Regions from separate parts of the Xenopus tropicalis genome. Here region 1 is linked to region 2. The links are chromatin contacts, called in public Hi-C maps. All regions are on one chromosome and are shown on one strand. The core of a region is the stretch at or near the end of the contact, and the rest is flanking DNA. Distances in the headings are between cores, read along the strand shown.

Region 1 (3,709 bases), core at 66-2,565, 250 kb after region 2:
GCGAATGCTTGCAGAGTGCACAGTGGCTGTAGACTTGCGATTTACTGCAAGCGTGGGATCTTCTTGTATGCGAAAAAGGGAAAGTTTTAATATCGATTTGTGAAACGTACAGTATAACACCCACACGCTGGGCAAGAAATTCAGACTGGGTTGGTGTCATCTAAAGCCTGAATGTCCAATTTGGGGCCCTGAAGCCAACAAATTCCAAGATTCCAACAAATCCAAAGATGCTGGGGTTATTTTTTAGAAATCCATTTAAGGTGGGCTTTTTGAACTAGTCGTATTCAAATATCTTGTTTAGTTGTGTGACAGATTAAGAGACATACAATGTTGTTTCAGTAATAAAAGGGAACTTTTATCTTCAAATGTATAGTCGCAACACAGCAGTAAAGCTCGCTTTTCGTTATCCAATCTCTGGTAACAAATGAACATGGAGGAGGGGGAAGTCTTAGCTAGAATAACTCGCGGAAATGTTATTGGTAATATGAAGGCGTTTCCTTGCTGAGGTCTGCGTTTATTACCATGGTATTTACTGGCTTGGTAGTGTCTCTTATATCGGGGTTTCCCAGACAGTGGTTGCAGGGGCTGTGACATCCTGCGCAAGCTCGTATCGGCTCATAAAAGGCTGCTGACTACTCCCACCTTGTTTCCATGGAAGGAGAACTCAGTGACTGGAGGAGAAGCCGTAATACTTCACTTACAATGTCGCGTGAATGCTGTACTTTTTTTAAGCAAAATTGTACTACAGCCATACCTCTTTACAGAGTCTTACAGAAAACGATCTCGGATGGTGAATGGACAGATGGTGCACTAAGTATTTTTATTTGTGTTTTAATTCGCAATGACAGACGGCTTTTTCCTACTTTTATTTTTTTAAAATATATGTAACGTAGTCTTTGTATGTTGATCTTATTGTCTTTGTATTGGAAGTTTGTAATGGCGACGGACGCCCTTTCAGCTTCCTGTCACAGTAGTGCGTTATTGCTTGTTGAGGGGGCGGGTTATTTATGTAAGCCAATAGCTGCGCGACTAAGGATTCCCTTTTGTGTGCTGATTGGATGCCCGTGACATCATGCTGCAGCAGGTGGGTGGTTCAGGAGCTGCCTGGGGATGCGGGTGCGGAGGGAGAACTCGTCGCCATTATGTCTGAGTTCGAAGCATCGCTAGAAGAGAGCTTTTCTTTCTTTAAGTTACATTAAATAGTGATTTTGGCGGGGAGGTGTTTCCCTTAATGACAACGAATTACTGGAATGCAGCGTAGATTTGTTGTAGACCGTTGGAATAGACAGCTTTTTATTTTTAAATGCGTCATTTCAAAATGGCGCCGTGAAAGGAGTAGATAATTTGCACGTCCTCTTTGAATCATGTGACTGTGTTGCTTAGCAATATGCTTGGCTCAGTACCAACTAGGCAGACGGATGTGGAAAGGGGGAGGAAGTCCCAGAGCTAGATGGGGGAGGTTAGACTGGGCTACAGTTCATTTCACAGAGCCTTCCTATTGACATTTAAGCCCATTGTGTACTGACCTTCGTCTTTGTGAGACCCAGTCTAAAGTAGTCTTTTGCGTTAATGAATCCGTTTTCTTAATAAAGTGAAGTCATGGAAGAACTAGAAAGGTTAGGGTGTGGTGGAAATCAACCTGAAATTGTGTAAGAAGCAATGCAGGGACTTTTTAGGACTGTGTAACCATGTAGTGTTTGTATGATTAATTTTGAAAGAAAAACTTGAGTAATTTGCATGTATAGAAATTACTGGCAGTTTATATATTTCACCTAACAAGTCATCTTTAGTTAAGTATACAGATGAAAAAGTCTTTGATTGTCGCAGGCGACTAATCCCACTGGCTAGAATGTAAAACGCCGGTGGGATTGCCTTTGTAGGGAGATTAGTCACCCGCGGCAACAGAGATTTGTTGTGGCGCGACTAATCTGCCCTAACTGGAGAACCACTAGAAAGTTTCTCAGATATTGAATTTGGCCATACATTGAAATATCCCCTTGTTTGGTCATCTTTCTGCAATATGGCCACATTGAGATGGGCAGTATCAGATCACAATGGCGTGGATACAGGCCGTCAGTGAGGACCACCTTAACAAGCCAATGCAGTCATTATGCAGAGAATTTTAAACCTGTCCAAACATACTTGTGAGGATGGATGGATTAGCCACCTGCCATAGATTTCTGCTACTGCAGTGACTAATTGCTTTGAAATGCCTTTCCTACTGCAACAATAGGAGTCACCAGTGGAAAGGCCTACGCATAGATATGTCCCATGCATGCGCATAATAAGCAAGCTCATTATGTGCAAGCGAAGTAAATAGGGCCACCCACCCTGTAATTGCTTCCCCCACCTGAGGTGCGGGCTACATAAGTAGAGTAATCCTAGGTTAAACTCACTGAAATGCTAGTTTTTTTTTTTTAATTTTTGTTAGTTTTCTTGTGATGGGTAACATCTTCTGTTCCTTCTGGCATAAAGCATGGCAGCTTCTCCAAGATGAGGTCTTTTCCTTGCTCCATGCTATTTATTTCTTGTGCTTGACTGATGTTTGCTACATCTTGTGACTTTTCTTGTGAACTGTGCATCAAATTTTGCAGATCCAACGTCTCCTCACTGCATGTAATATTTGTTAGCGCATGTTTCGCCAGTCTGAAGGCTAGGCAGAAGCAATGCAGTGGACAGTGATAATGGTGGCTGTGAATGTTTAATTTTTGGTATCATCTATATATTAATATGCCTTTTTATTGAGTTTTGGACTAAAATACATATAGCTTTTCAAGACACCATACTGGGAATGAGGTAAACCATATGTTTCCAGAAGTAAAGAACAGCAAGGTTGAAAGGATTTAGACAAGAGATGGCAGTAGGTGTGGGTAGTGTAAAAAGATGGCGCATATAAGATGGCTGGGAACATACCGTGACACAAGTGAAGAAATATAGTGAGGAGAGCAGAGGAGTGAAGGGTTTTGAAAAAGTATTTTATGTTATCCTTTGCTTAACAGGCAGCCATGATAAAGATTTTTTTGGGGGGCTGAACATCTGCTTCCTGATTTCAGAGAGAATAAGAGTTTAAGGTGGATTGCAAGGGAGAGAGGTGGGAATCTAAACAGCATAGGATGAGGGCATGGATTAGTGTTTTAGCAGTATCTTGGCAATACTGCGGAGAAAAAAGTGTCAGGTTTGGCTAGTTAAAACAGCACTGATTTAATTCTTTGTAGAACTAAACTACACAGGAGGTCTGGTAGGATGTTGGGATATTAGAATAACAGCAGCACAGTCCTCTAAAATCATTAGTCTTTATTTGCTCTGTTAAAGGAGAAGGAAAGGCAAAGTCACTTGGGGGGTGCCAAAATGTTAGGCACCCCCAAGTGACTTTAACCGCTTACCTTGTCCCCCTGGCTGGTGCCCCTGTTTGCAGAAAACAACACCAGCCCGGGGTACCTGGAGCGGATCGCTTCCTGCTTCCGTTGGCTGAAATGCCAGCGGTCGTCGCATGCGCGGTAGAGTGCGACTTTAATATTTAAGTTCGGCTTTTCACTCTACTGCGCATGCGCGCGCGTGCGTGCAGCGAATAACAAAGGAGGAAGCGATTGCTGCTACCCCGGGCTGGTGCTGTTTTCTGCGAACAGGGGCACCAGCCCGGGGTAAAAGGTAGGCGGTTAAAGTCACTTGGGGGTGCCTAACATTTTGGCACCCCCAAGTGACGTTTACT
Region 2 (3,896 bases), core at 531-3,030:
GTGAACCTCCTGTGTCCGGTGTGTTTGGAGCCTCTTCGTCTAGAAAACTATAGCAACCAGTTAGATGCTTGTTTTTAAACATGACCAGGAAATGCTCAGTGCTGCAGAATATGTTGGCACTTTATAAATAAATGTTAATGTAAAATGCTCATTGGTTGCTATGGGTTGGAAGTAGTCTGGGGAGGGTTTAATTCTCCTTTACACTAATAAAAAAAAAGAGATTTTTCTGATGCAAAGAGGCTTCTAGCAACCAATAATTTACACCAACTATGACAGGTGATCTTGTGGAGCAAATTACAAAGGATATGGGTTATAAAGATTCCTGCCCTCTGTAGCAATTTGTAAAATGTGGGACAGCTTTTTAGTCTTGATAGATGCAGGAATATGATCAAAGGATAGTCGCTTAAATATTAAAATAATTATATTCTAGTTCCACATAAACACTGAAGTTCAATGTAATTTCGACCTGGCCATTGAGAAACAAAGGTGTACATTTAAAATGCGCTGCTCTATTTTACTTCACCATAGGAGAAACTCATTCCAACTCGTTATATAGTTTGCTGCAAAAATGATAGTTCTACCATTTCTGCAAAATACTGCTTTTTGTTTATATGCTCCATTGGGTTCAAATCATAACCATATATTACAGACAAGGTGCATTTATTACAGGTTGCATTGTAAGCTTCCTCAAGCAATAATTGAAATAGTTCTTTGACACTTTACATCCTATGTGAAAACCCACCAAAATGTCTAAAATTGCATTATATATACTGAAAGATTTGTTGTCACAAAGCCCAAAACTGCCCTATTGGCCCTAATGGAAACATTACAAATGTATTTAGGCTTGTGCTTTCATGCCGTTCTCTCACTCAGCAGAGTGTGACATTGTTTTTAATCAGTAAGCAGATTGGCACTCATCCCATATTACCATACAGGTGCTTACTGTGAAATATTCATATATTTGAATATATTTAGAGCAGTAAATGGACCAGCACTCATATTTCTTTACTCTTTTAATTAAAAAATAAGTGTACCACATATTGTTAGTGTGCAATGTTTTTGTTCTCAAGAGGACCTTTATCAAGGATATTAGTCAATAACTATACACATACACATTAAATACCCACAACTGAAGTTAAAACGGCGCCAAATTGACGTCAAACGTGTCCTTCAATTACCTATTCAAATTCCTTCTATTCAATTTCCATTCAAAATCTGAAAGTGCAATACCCATATTTCACCAATAGATGTCCTCCATTACAAATTAGTATCGCATCTCTATACCTGACAGCAACACCGAGACCCATTCTTTGGCTTCCGGAAGGACGGACGCATCTTATCCTGGAACAGTCCTGCTCTCCCCCGCCAGTTAAGCCATACCTCCCAACCGTTCCGCTTTCAGCAGGACAGTCCCGATATTTATGGCACTTCCCGCTGTCCCGGATTCACTGTTAGATGTCCCGCTTCTCAGCTTTGCCATTTAATTGATTGCTGTGCCTGCTCTGGGGAATAAAGCCCGCCCCTTTAACTCTTCAATCTCCCCTGCTACACTCAAGCTCACAGCCTTACCTTGATGTTTAATTGTCCTGGGAGGAGAATTTGTGAGAGGCAAGGGTTAACTATTGGCATTGGCTGCATTCCTCTCCTGCTCAGTGGGTCAGGGGCTGAGGGTGCCTCTGTCTTTTATCAGGCAGAAGAGGCTGCTTTTATTTGTGTGCTGGGCAGTTTCACCTTTCCACCCCTAACATATATCTCTCACTCCTGGGGATCTCTGGCAGAGCACAGCATGCAGGGGAAGGTATCCCTCATTCATAAAATATAGCAGACATTTTAAAGGGGCCCTTATAAGTCTGGGAACCTTAGGCATTGTTAATATGGCTAGAAATTCTAGTGGTACATTAATTTTGTTTTGCTTTCAACTGATTAAGAATGGAAGGAAATAACATAAATTTATGTACCACTGGAATTGGCCCTATTTATAACTTTAGAAAATGCACAGAACTGTTGGCATGTCTGAAGTTGATATGCCCTTTATCAGTTTCATTTATTAATTTTACTGGCATGCCTGGGGTTAATATGCCCTTTATCAATTTAATGTAGTCATACTGGCACCTTTGAAGTTAATATGTCTTTTATTCTTTTTATTTAGTGATTATACTGCCACATCTGGGGCATGTAAACTGGGTGTGGCATGTGGGGCATGGTTATAAGGCAGGCATGGCGAAAACATTTTTGCCGCACTACCAGCGTCCTATATTTTTGTCCCTCTTTCTCTTGATGAAATGTTGGGAGGTATGGTTAAGCTGATATTTGTTCTTTTTTATAGATCGGCTGCTCTTGCTGGTATCTTATATAATTTACATTTGTTGGTATTGTGACTAGGTTTGCAAGTAACTTACCAACATAATTGAGTAATATTGTTTTGTTGTTGTTATTGTATTGGCAATGGATAATAAAGTTTTGTGTTCAAACCTGAAGCTTGATTGGTTAGGAGCCTGTCTCTTAGCAACTGAGAAACACTGTGAGGTTAGGGATGGCGGCTGTACTGGAGATGGAAGCCGAGGAGTATTTGCAGGAGAATCGCATCCCTGAGCTGATAAACAACCTGACCAGTCTTCTACTCTATCATCGGCCTGGTAAGCATTGCTCTCAGCGGCTCCACGGCATCACTTCTTTCCTCCCACCGCAAACTATCTTCCTGCCTGCTTCATTCCCCTCTACACCCTGCTTCTCACTATTGATCATTACACCTCAGATCGGGGAAGGAGGAGGGTGCAGAGAGAGACGAAGCAGGCAGGAAGGTAGTTTGCGGTGGCCCAAAGGGGAACGGGGGCTTGATAGGAAATAGAGGTCAGATAAAGTTAAAGAGGACCTGTCAGTTTTTTCTCCACACACACACGGATCGGTTGTTTGCTCACTCCCCCAACCCCCCTCCGTAACTACTGCTCTGTGATGTGAAAGGTGCACAAAATGCTTTCACATCACGCTTTACAATTCAGTTTAGAAGGATGAACGGAGCAGTAGTAACGGAGGGGGGGTTGGGGGAGTGAGCAAACAGCCGAGCCGTGTGTGTATACTAAATTCCAAGCCCCTTCAGGGGGGGTGGAGAGGAGAGTGAGAAAAGAACCGAGCGGGGGTGGGGGCTGCTGTATTAGTTACAGCCATGCAAAAAAGATAAAGGTATGTAATTATCATTAACACTTAAAATACATTCCTTAAGTAAAATGAAAAGTGACAAAGTACAAAAGTATTCGCTCTATTTTGGGGGACCCAGCATGAAAGTGATGGAGCTTGGATAGAGGGTAGGACTAACAACAGTGTAAGATCAGCCTAGGACACCATGAGGCTACTGCCCTTCCCTGTATTTGGAATCGCTCAGTCTCAGTAATTGTGAGGAACAGGTTACACTGGTTACCCAGGTCCCCCTCTCCCCTCCTTTGTTAGGCTCAATTATTTTTGTAGGTTTTTATTAGTGGTTAACACTAATAACAGCTTTGCTAGAAAGGAGAGAAAGTAGAAAAAAGGAGTACAGTAGAAGTGATTAAGGAGCCTCTTCAGACAGTAGTGTTGCTGGGGAGTCAATACAAGATCTCTCTTTTTTTTAGTTTAGTTTCTCCCTGGTACTGATAAGAGGATAATGTATATTGTCCTCTACTTCATCCCAGTCAATACAACTGGTCTCCCACTTGAGTTTAACCCTCTTATTTGTTAGTTCTATTGTATCACTATTTTATTTGAAACCTTTTTTAGGAACAAAAACGCAATAGCTCTGCCAGAAGACCTCACACTTCTAAAAAGGGTACATTTTTGTAAAATTGCCATGGTGTTTGTGGTGGGGGGTTTGGCTTGGCCAGATTGTTTTGTCCTATTTTATACTATTCAAGTGTTAACATGTA

Evidence for each region. Hi-C and Micro-C count contacts between places; a contact is called where the count stands out from the background.
Region 1: a contact with region 2 is called in a Hi-C map of gastrula embryo, with 1.9 times the contacts expected there. The contact joins the promoter of kmt2e here to the promoter of efcab10 in region 2. A contact is called at or near these places in 2 of 5 Hi-C or Micro-C datasets (gastrula embryo and neurula embryo).

Annotation. Positions count from the first base shown.
Region 1 is chr3:77,321,643-77,325,351 of UCB_Xtro_10.0, forward strand. kmt2e (inactive histone-lysine N-methyltransferase 2E) reads right to left here and starts at 1,316. Exons shown (of 24, transcript XM_018092321.2): 1 at 1-1,316.
Region 2 is chr3:77,072,341-77,076,236 of UCB_Xtro_10.0, forward strand. It overlaps efcab10 (EF-hand calcium-binding domain-containing protein 10), which reads left to right and starts at 1,781. Exons shown (of 5, transcript XM_004913015.4): 1 at 1,781-1,798; 2 at 2,479-2,636. The coding sequence starts at 2,534.